Linked DNA regions of Sus scrofa: region 2 is linked to region 1. The links are chromatin contacts, called in public HiChIP or PLAC-seq maps. All regions are on one chromosome and are shown on one strand. Each heading gives the region's core, a stretch centred on a gene start, on an enhancer-like site or on the middle of the called end of the contact. The rest is flanking DNA. Distances are from core to core; before and after follow the strand shown.

Evidence for each region. HiChIP or PLAC-seq counts read pairs in DNA pulled down with a chosen protein or histone mark.
Region 2: a contact with region 1 is called in an H3K27ac HiChIP or PLAC-seq map of skeletal muscle. The contact joins the promoter of CAMK1G here to the enhancer-like site in region 1. A contact is called at or near these places in 2 of 47 Hi-C or Micro-C datasets (both in skeletal muscle) and 1 of 2 datasets of contacts at active chromatin or transcription factors (skeletal muscle).

The regions. Positions count from the first base shown.
Region 1 is chr9:133,320,947-133,325,127 of Sscrofa11.1, reverse strand. All of the region lies in intron 3 of LAMB3 (laminin subunit beta-3), which reads right to left. Among named protein-coding and RNA genes, the nearest start is that of LAMB3, 25 kb to the right of the region's middle. Within about 2 kb of position 2,532, at least 21 of the 83 cell types and tissues checked have an H3K27ac peak or open chromatin away from gene starts, as enhancers often do. A contact at or near this core is called in skeletal muscle, where this site is marked.
Region 2 is chr9:133,367,433-133,371,772 of Sscrofa11.1, reverse strand. CAMK1G (calcium/calmodulin dependent protein kinase IG) reads left to right here and starts at 1,330. Exons shown (of 13, transcript NM_001243934.1): 1 at 1,330-1,451. The coding sequence starts at 1,360.

The DNA.
Region 1 (4,181 bases), core at 1,283-3,782:
TCAGTCATTCAACAAATATTTACTGAGCACATACTGGGTACTAGACCCTGTTCTAGATTCCGGAGTTAGAGCAGTGAGGAAAACAAAAATCCTGCCATGTGGAAGCCAACACTCTAGTAACATTTAGAGGATCTCAAAAACCTGGGTCTGGCATCTCCTACCCACAGGAGAGATGCAGAAGGTTAGCCAGGAGTCTTCTTCCCACCCCACTTTCCAGCTCCCACCTCCGATCTCAAAATAAGAGAACCGTCACCCCTCCTGGTGCTCAGGGGTGTTCTCATCATGTCCCAAAGGGCTTTTTCGGTTTTTTTAATTTTTTTATTTTTTTTGTCTTTTCTAGGGCCACACCTGCAGCATATGGAGGTTCCCAGGCTAGGGGTCGAATTGGAGCTGTAGCCGCCGACCTACGCCAGAGCCACAGCAACGCGGGATCTGAGCCGCCTCTGCAACCTACACCACAGCTCACGGCAACGCCGGATCCTTAACCCACTGAGCAAGGCCAGTGCATTAACATTATTGCTAGACACCCCCATCCTAGGAGGGGAAAAAGAGGGGTGGGGTGGGGTGGGGAGTGACGAACATGGATATTAAGTGATCGGAGGCCCTATCACGTGCCAGGCGCTGCATCAGGAGCTTCAGTGCAACCTCTTTAAGCCGCCCAACCACCTACATGGTAACATGACTGCCATTTCACAGGCAAAAGAGCTGAGGCCCCAAGAGGCTTTCCTGTCGACGGACAGGCAGCAAGCACCAGCGCCAGACGGGCCCTCCCCACTGCCCCCGCCCCCTCTTCTCTTCCTCCCTCCCTCTCTCACCCTCTCACTTTCAATGGGACACCACGCGGGTGCACAGACATGGTGGAAGCGCGGTAAAGGGTGATCGGTCCTGTCTCCTCCTAAGGACCTGGTCTGACCCTGAGGCTGACCATGGGGGGAGGCCCAGGCAGAGAGAGCGCCTTGGACAGAAAGCTGGCTTGTCGGGCTAAGCCAGCCCCGTTAACACAGAGACTGCAGATGTGTCAGTGGCTAAAATAAATACCTGAGCACTTAAAATAATCCTTTCTGGGCAAAAGACACCGCTTGATGGAATCTGAGCCTCCTCCAGAATCCTATTTTGGTCCCTGGCAGCAGGCGTGCCCTCCTCCGCACTCTGCCCAGTCTCTCGGGGGCAAACTTTTCCACTGCCCAGCCTCCGCCTGCACGCAGCACATGGCCCTCGGGGAGACATGGGCCAGCTGCCCCCAGAGCTCCCCCCGGCCTGCTGGGAACGGATCCTGGCCGGTTCCCTGGCCGAGAAGTCCAGACACAAGGCTCGTTCTCCCTGGACCACGGACCCAGGAGCTAGGACAACTCCACCTGGGAAATGCCCTTGCTGTCCCTGAGTGATGGACGATCGCGTAACGCTGCAAACGACTAAGTGAGAGAAGGTTTTGAATTACGTGGGGGAAATGCCTACATTATAATGTTTTTGGGGAAAAAAAAGTTGGACATAGGCTTGTATATAGGTGATCATCCCAAATATACATTCTTTACCAACTAGAGAGTGTGTGGAAGGGAACGGCCCAGCAGACGAGGCTGCAGCAAATGAAACGCTGATGTGCAGCCATCTCGACCCACAAAAACGGCAACTGCCCACTGTGTAACCTATGATCTCTGGAAAATGGGATGACAGCTAACTTTTTTTCGTGGATCTTTTCAATCATTTGATTTTTAAAGTTTTTACTGAAATAGAGCTGATTCGCAATGTTGTGTTAGTTTTAGGTACAGAGTGAAGAGATTCAGTTATACATACATATATATTCTTTATATATATTCTTTTATATATATTCTTTTTTTTAACATTCTTATTTTCATAATTTTAAACCTTGCTACCTTGGATATGTGCTCACCTTTATATTCAGGCATTATTATAAAATAAGAAAAACTCAAAATGCCCAGGATGCTCTCGTGGCGTGTTACCCGGCCCCTTTCCCGTCTTCAGAAGCTGCCTGGGGTACCCACGCCTCCTCCACGCTCCTTCCACGTGTGCAGACACTCGGGGAGGGATCAGATGGCCTCATAAGCTTAACATCTAAGGGCTGCTTATCATAGTAACACCAGCTAATGGAAGGATTTATCTCAATCCTTGGAGATGGGCTAAGCCAACGGCTTGGGACAGGTATTTTAAGTAGCTCTGCTTGTCAGCCAGCTAGAGGGAGAGAGGCCCCAAGAGGGCGGCTCAGGGCAGAAGCCCACGTGAAGACCAGTGCTCACTTCTTCTCTCTCTCTCTGGGCCTCAGCTGCCCTGCTTTATCCTTGTGTGTTTACAGGTAGTGCATGCATGGATGTGTGGGTGTGTGGGCGTGTGTGGGCTTCTCAACGTGAGGCTCTTCCCCTTGTGTGGGTTACATGCCTCTGTCCCTCCCAGAGATGGAAACTCCCCGCTGCAGCTGCTGTCCCCTCCGGAGTCATCTGGCCACCACACCGCTGGCCGCGCTACCTCAGAGACACAGCGTTAGGATCCATTCGGCCTGTCAGGCCTCCAGCCAGTCTGGCTCCTGCTCCCTCTCCGCTTTCCATCTGGAAAGTCTGGGCCTCTTCCCTTACCCAGGAGCTTTCTAGAAGCTCAGTGGTCTGGCTAGATGACAAACCCTCCCGGAGAGCTATGGGAGGCCAAAGGAGAGAGCAAGAACCAGCAGGGGCCTGAGTGGCGGTGGAGAGGGCAGGAAAAGGACAGCAATGCACATGGAAGCTCTGTGTCCTTGCACAACATGGAGCTAATTCTGGGGAAAAACAGGAAAACAGGCTGTGGTTAGAGATGGCCCAGCTGTCTCCCACGAGCAAGCCAGAGACTGCCTGCACCCACCGAAGAAGTCAGGGTCATGGCTGCCAGCCAGGGTCAAAAGAAAGGAAGCCAGGATTAAAAAAAAAAAAAAAAAAAAAAAACAGTTGTCTCCACTTGGGCTCCTCCTTGGTAAAATGCAGGGGTGGGATATGAGATCACGAAGTTCCTTCTTGTTCTAACATGGCATTAGCATTCTCCCTACTCCAGCTTATCTGCTCAGAGGTTAAAGACATGCCAAGCAAGAATGCAAAAGAAACCAGAGACAAAAAGAAGGCACTGACTGCACTGGAGAAATACATTCCCAACAAAGCGGGCAGAAGAGGGAGCCCTCAAGGCCTTGGTCAGCAAGGCCGCCACTAGACCCCACTGTGATGCACAGGCCTCCCCGGTTCTATGTCAGTGGACGTTGCCAGCAAAGATCAGCGATGAAGTCTTCCGGGGTGGGGGTGGGGGGGCAGCGGAAAGCCAGCTCCGGTGCCATGAGGCACTTTCAATTTCATCTTCTTCCCATCATGAACCGACACCTTGACCCAAACCTTAACTCAACGCAACCTTTTTCTCCATCCAAACTAAGTTTACAAAGCTTAGTTTCTTTGCTTTTTAAATTTCTTTTTATGGCTGCACCTATGGCATATGGAGGTTCCCAGGCTAGGGCTCACATCAGAGCTGCAGCTGCCGGCCTATACACAGCCACAGCAACACAGAATCCAAGCTGCATCTGCAAACTACACCAAAGCCTGCATCAACACCGAATCCTTAACCCACTGAGCAAGGCCAGGAATTGAACCCATAGCCTCATGGAAACTAGTTGGGTTCTTAACCCACTGAGCCACAATGGGAACTCCAGAAAGGTCGGTTTCTGAAGCTGATGACGGAGATGATGGATACTACACACCCCGAAGTGACAGGGCACGAGGCTCTGTCCTGAGCACTGTGCATCCGGTATCTCCTTTGTCCTTCCAAAACCTCTGCAGGAGGCCTACTGTGTTAAATGCTGGGCATCCCCATTTGCCAGATTAGGAAAGCAAGTCTTAGCCCTGTCCGAATCCACAGGGCTGGGAAGACAGGAAGCAGGGGTTTCTCTCCTGGGTTCCCTGCCTCCAAACCTTCGCACCCTGTTCTGATTCAAGGGATAGAGCAGACCCTTGGTAACCATGGGACATTACAGGAACTAACACTGGTTTTCAGGATGTTCCCTCTCTTGTCTCCTAGTAAGGGTAGCCTCAACCCCAGCCCAGACCTCTCCAAAAACAGAAGTGTCCCCCTAGACCTGATTGCAGAGAGTGGACTTGCACGCCTGGACCTCTGAAAGCTCTGCCAGTGATGATGCCTCCTTGGCCCCCGAGAGGAAAAAGCAG
Region 2 (4,340 bases), core at 81-2,580, 48 kb before region 1:
GTGGCTCAGACCCTGAGTTGCTGTGGCTGTGATGTAGGCCAGCTTCCACAGCTCCAATTTGACCCCTAGCCTGGGAACCTCCATATGCTGCAGGTGCAGCCCTAAAAATACAAAAAAAAAAAAAAAAAAAAAAAGACACTAGAACCAGGTATTGGGAGGCTGGAATGCAGCTGATACAGTGGGGGAGACACAGCTTCTGTTCTTAGTCTTGACTAAGAAAAATCTAGAATGCAAACGATTCGCTCTATAACCTGAGCTAGATAATTGCATCTTCGGACAGTCATTCTGGTCCATCCCTATAAAAGAGTCGAGATTTGCTCTATATACGTCACTAGAAGCTAAGGCCACCTCTCTGGTTTGCCATGTCCCAGGTCATCGATCAGAGTCCCAACAGGAAACCAAGGATATACATGGGTCAACAGGGAGAGTGTCCCAAAGGTGTCATTCAGAGAGACACCGTCCAGCACCTGGCACGTGGAGGGTGCTGGCTCGTGGAATGCATATGGTAACTGGATAACTCTGAAATAAAGTCAGGACACGATCCAGCTTAGACTTTAATGAATAACTATCTTCCCAGCACTGTGCTCGATGCCGTGGGAGTTACAGAGGAAACACAATGCTCATTCATCAAGTATTCATTTATTTAACCCGTAACAGTAGCGAGAAGTTAAGAATAGCAGTAACTGGGGGAGGCAGCCGAGCTGTGACAATGGAAAGAAGGTTGGCTGACTCAGTAGTTTGACTAAATGCCTCGGCCGCCACTTGATAGCATAAGGAACAGCTCAGATCCCTCCAAGGTGGACGGGCCCTTGTTAATCTACACACGTGTGCATTACTGCCCTTAAATAGACGTGTACACAGTGGAGTTTCAACTACTAGCTTCTAAACTCCTGGAGCCTAGGGCGAGCATGACGGGCATCGAGCAGATGCTCAGCGAAATTTGTCGTGAATTTAAAAAGCAAGCGGAGGCGTTCCGGTCGTGGCTCAGGGGTAATGAGCTCGACTCACATCCATCCCCGGCCTCGCTCAGTGGGTTAAGGATCCTCGTTGCCATGAGCTGTGGTTTAGAGCAGCAGCTGCAGCTCTGATTCAATCCCTAGCCTGAGGCCCTCCACATGCCACAGGTGCGGCCCTAAAAAGAAAAAAAAAAAAAAGTAGATAGATACAAAGAAAGTGGATAATTTTTTGCCAATTATCCAAGGTTAGCTCCTAATCCTTCCTTCTAGTTGTTACATGATGGATGTGAGTATTTTAGCTTCTTTTTCCACCTGTTCTCACCCGATTTGAGACATTAGCTGATCAGCCCCTTTCCTCCCTTCCTCAAACCAAGCACCCCTGGAAGCTTCAACTCTGGAGGCCATGGGTCGGAAGGAAGACGAGGACTGCAGTTCCTGGAAGAAACAGACCACCAACATCCGGAAAACCTTCATCTTCATGGAAGTGCTGGGATCGTGAGTCGGGGGCTGAGAGCGGGGGCTGGGCTCCCCGTGGTGGGTGGCTGGGAGGGAGTCAGCCTGGACCAGCAGCCAGTGATAGAGCCAGGCGGGGGCTGCCCCAAGAGCATCTCCACAGCCATCGGGGCGTAGAGCAGGGGCTTCAGGGGGCAGGTTAGGGACAGGCCCCTTGAGCTAATACAGAGGACAGTCCAGCTCTTTGCCCACGGGTCTGCATCCTCACCCCCAGCGCCCCCGCCCCGCTTGCGGATCTGTGACAGCTTGTGAGTTCTGCTCTGGCCGCAGGAGAGAGGCATTCTGGAGCACTTCGGGCGATCCAGTGGCCCTAGAACCCTCCTGGGCCAAGTCACCCGGCTGGCTTCCTCCTCTCTCCCCCAACCCCCCTCTCCCCGCCCGTGAACAGGTCAGACCCGCTGTCTGCTGTGGGTGGATTCGGGTGCAATGGGCACACACACCTGACTCCGCTCCCATCACCACCCTCCTCTCTGGTCTGTATTTAAATACCATGTTGGAAAAATAAAGTCACACTGTAGCCTCGCCTGCCTCCGGCCTGTCGGGGCCTCCCCTTGACAACGATTACACGGCCGGCAGAGCAGAGACGGCTTGTCTGGAGCTGACGCTCCACGTAGTCTGGCCTCTCCTCCTGGAGGGCGCAGCCTCTGACGAAGCCTGGCAGCGGCCCTGGGCCACCTGCTCCCGTGGCCTCGGATCCCCAGCTGGTCAGCTCATTAGCCCTGGCGAATTGGACCGGGACGCGAAGGGCCCTGAGTGCGCTGTCCCTTCGAGCAAGCTTGCCCTTTAGCCAACTCCGGCTGAGTTTGGCTCCCTCCGCCTGGCTGGGAGGCGGTGACCCCGGGCAGTGAGGCCGCCCGCCGTCTCCCTGGAGCCACAGAGTTGCTGGCTCGGGCCCGAGAGGAGGCCTCTGCGCCCTTCCATCCCCAGCAGGCAGGGTCTCAGGGCCGCCCTGATCATCAGAGCATCGGCCCTCGGAAAAGGGCCTTTGCCAAGATGGGGGGCGGCGAAAGACGGGGGTGAGGCAGGAGAGAGAGAGACAGCAGGCATCAGTGAATCGGAAATGATTTGCTAAACGTCCCAAAGCCCAAGAGGAGGAGGAAGAAGGAAGCCCAGGTTGACGAGAACCGTCCACGGTCTGCTCAGACGGGCGCCGAAGGACAGTCGGAAGCAGCGCTCGCTGCCCTCAGGGAGCTCAGTGGCCGGCCACCCGCTTGTAGGGGACGTTGGAGTCACCCGGGTAGCTTCTGCCTCTAACTGTCAGCTTCGAAAATGTTTAAGAACAGGTGACATAATAGAATGGGGACACCAATGTAACTCCCTCCTAGATTCAACGGTTCATGACATTTCACTGTATTTGTTTTACACACACACACACACACACACACACACACTTACTTCACTGGACAATTTGCAAACAATGTAAACGAGTTGCAAACATGATGACACATGGCATCTGCCTCCTTCGGCCTGCACCGCCCAGCACGATATATCCTCTTCTATATCCTCGACAGCTCGCCCAAGAAAATGAGTAACTCTCTAATATTTCAGTCAGGGGAATTTTTGAAAAGCACAGGTTCCGGGTCCCAGACTACTGAAACTGGAATTTAGCTGGGACCCAGCAGCCAGGAATCTATATTTTAACTGCTGCTGGTGGTCTTAAGGTGCCCAGCCCAGCACTGGTTGGAGGGGAGTGGGCAGACAAGACAGGGGGCCAGTCACAGCTGGTGCATCGGTCAAGGCCACAGCACAAAAGCTAAGAAGGCAGCTTGGGGATGTGCAGCATGGGGCCGAGCAGCTGCAGACCCCCGAGAGTCACCCAGGCGACGTGTCATGGAGAGAGGGCAGCTGGACAGAGCTGAGTCCCCTGCTCCAGAAGCACCAGATCCCATGACAGGCCCCTTTCCTCGAGTCCTCAGCCCTTCTGGAACAATCCACCAGGGAAAACAGGCTTTGGCTACATCTGCCCAGACACCGCCCATCATTCCAGGGCCCCGGGCAGCTGCGGGACGCTGGGCAAACCAGTCCATAGAGGGGACAGCACCCAAGCCTCAGGCCTCCTGCTTTCACTGCCCAGGCAGAGATTTTGCCCCTTGCTTCCCCACTTCTTCCTCCACCCCGCAGGCTCCCAGCAAGAGCAGAGAGCTATTCAGAGCAGAGAACACAAAGCAAGTTCTGTTACAGCCAATGCTCCCGGCTCTGAAGCCTCTGCCTGTCTCGCCTCCTGACCCAGGCAACCTTGGCTGCTTAAAACTAGCTCTCTGCCCCCAAACCTGACAGATGGCACAATTAAGTCTTCTACTTCCTCTCCCCTGCCCCCCCCCACAATGCGTAAAGCAGCCTGAGGCAGAAGAGCAGTAATGACCGCAGCACTGCGAAATCTTAGCAAATGTCACACGCTGCCACGGAAAGGATGCCCCAACAAGGCCTTAGTTTGATCTCGTTTTATGAGCCACTTGGACATCAGGGGACCATCCATGTGTGGCTCTAAAGATATAGGTGAAAGGGCAACTCTGAAAGTGGACCCTAGAAGGTCACAGGTGGAAGGGATTTTTGAGACCGTGGGGTTCAACTCTCATCTTACAAGAAAAGCAGGATCTTTTTTTTTTTTTTTTTTTTTTTTTCCTTCTTAGGGCTACCCCCGAGGCATATGGAAGTTCCCAGGCTAGGGATCAAATTGGAACTATAGCTGCTAGCCTATGCCACAGCTCACAGCAATGTCGGATCCACAGCCTGCTGGATGAGGCCAGGGCTTGAACCCGAAACCTCATGGATAATAGTCGGATTTGTTTCCACTGCACCACAACAGGAACTCCGAAAGCAGGATCTGGAGATGAGTAGAACACACAGATAATCCCCATAGCCAGGGTCTCC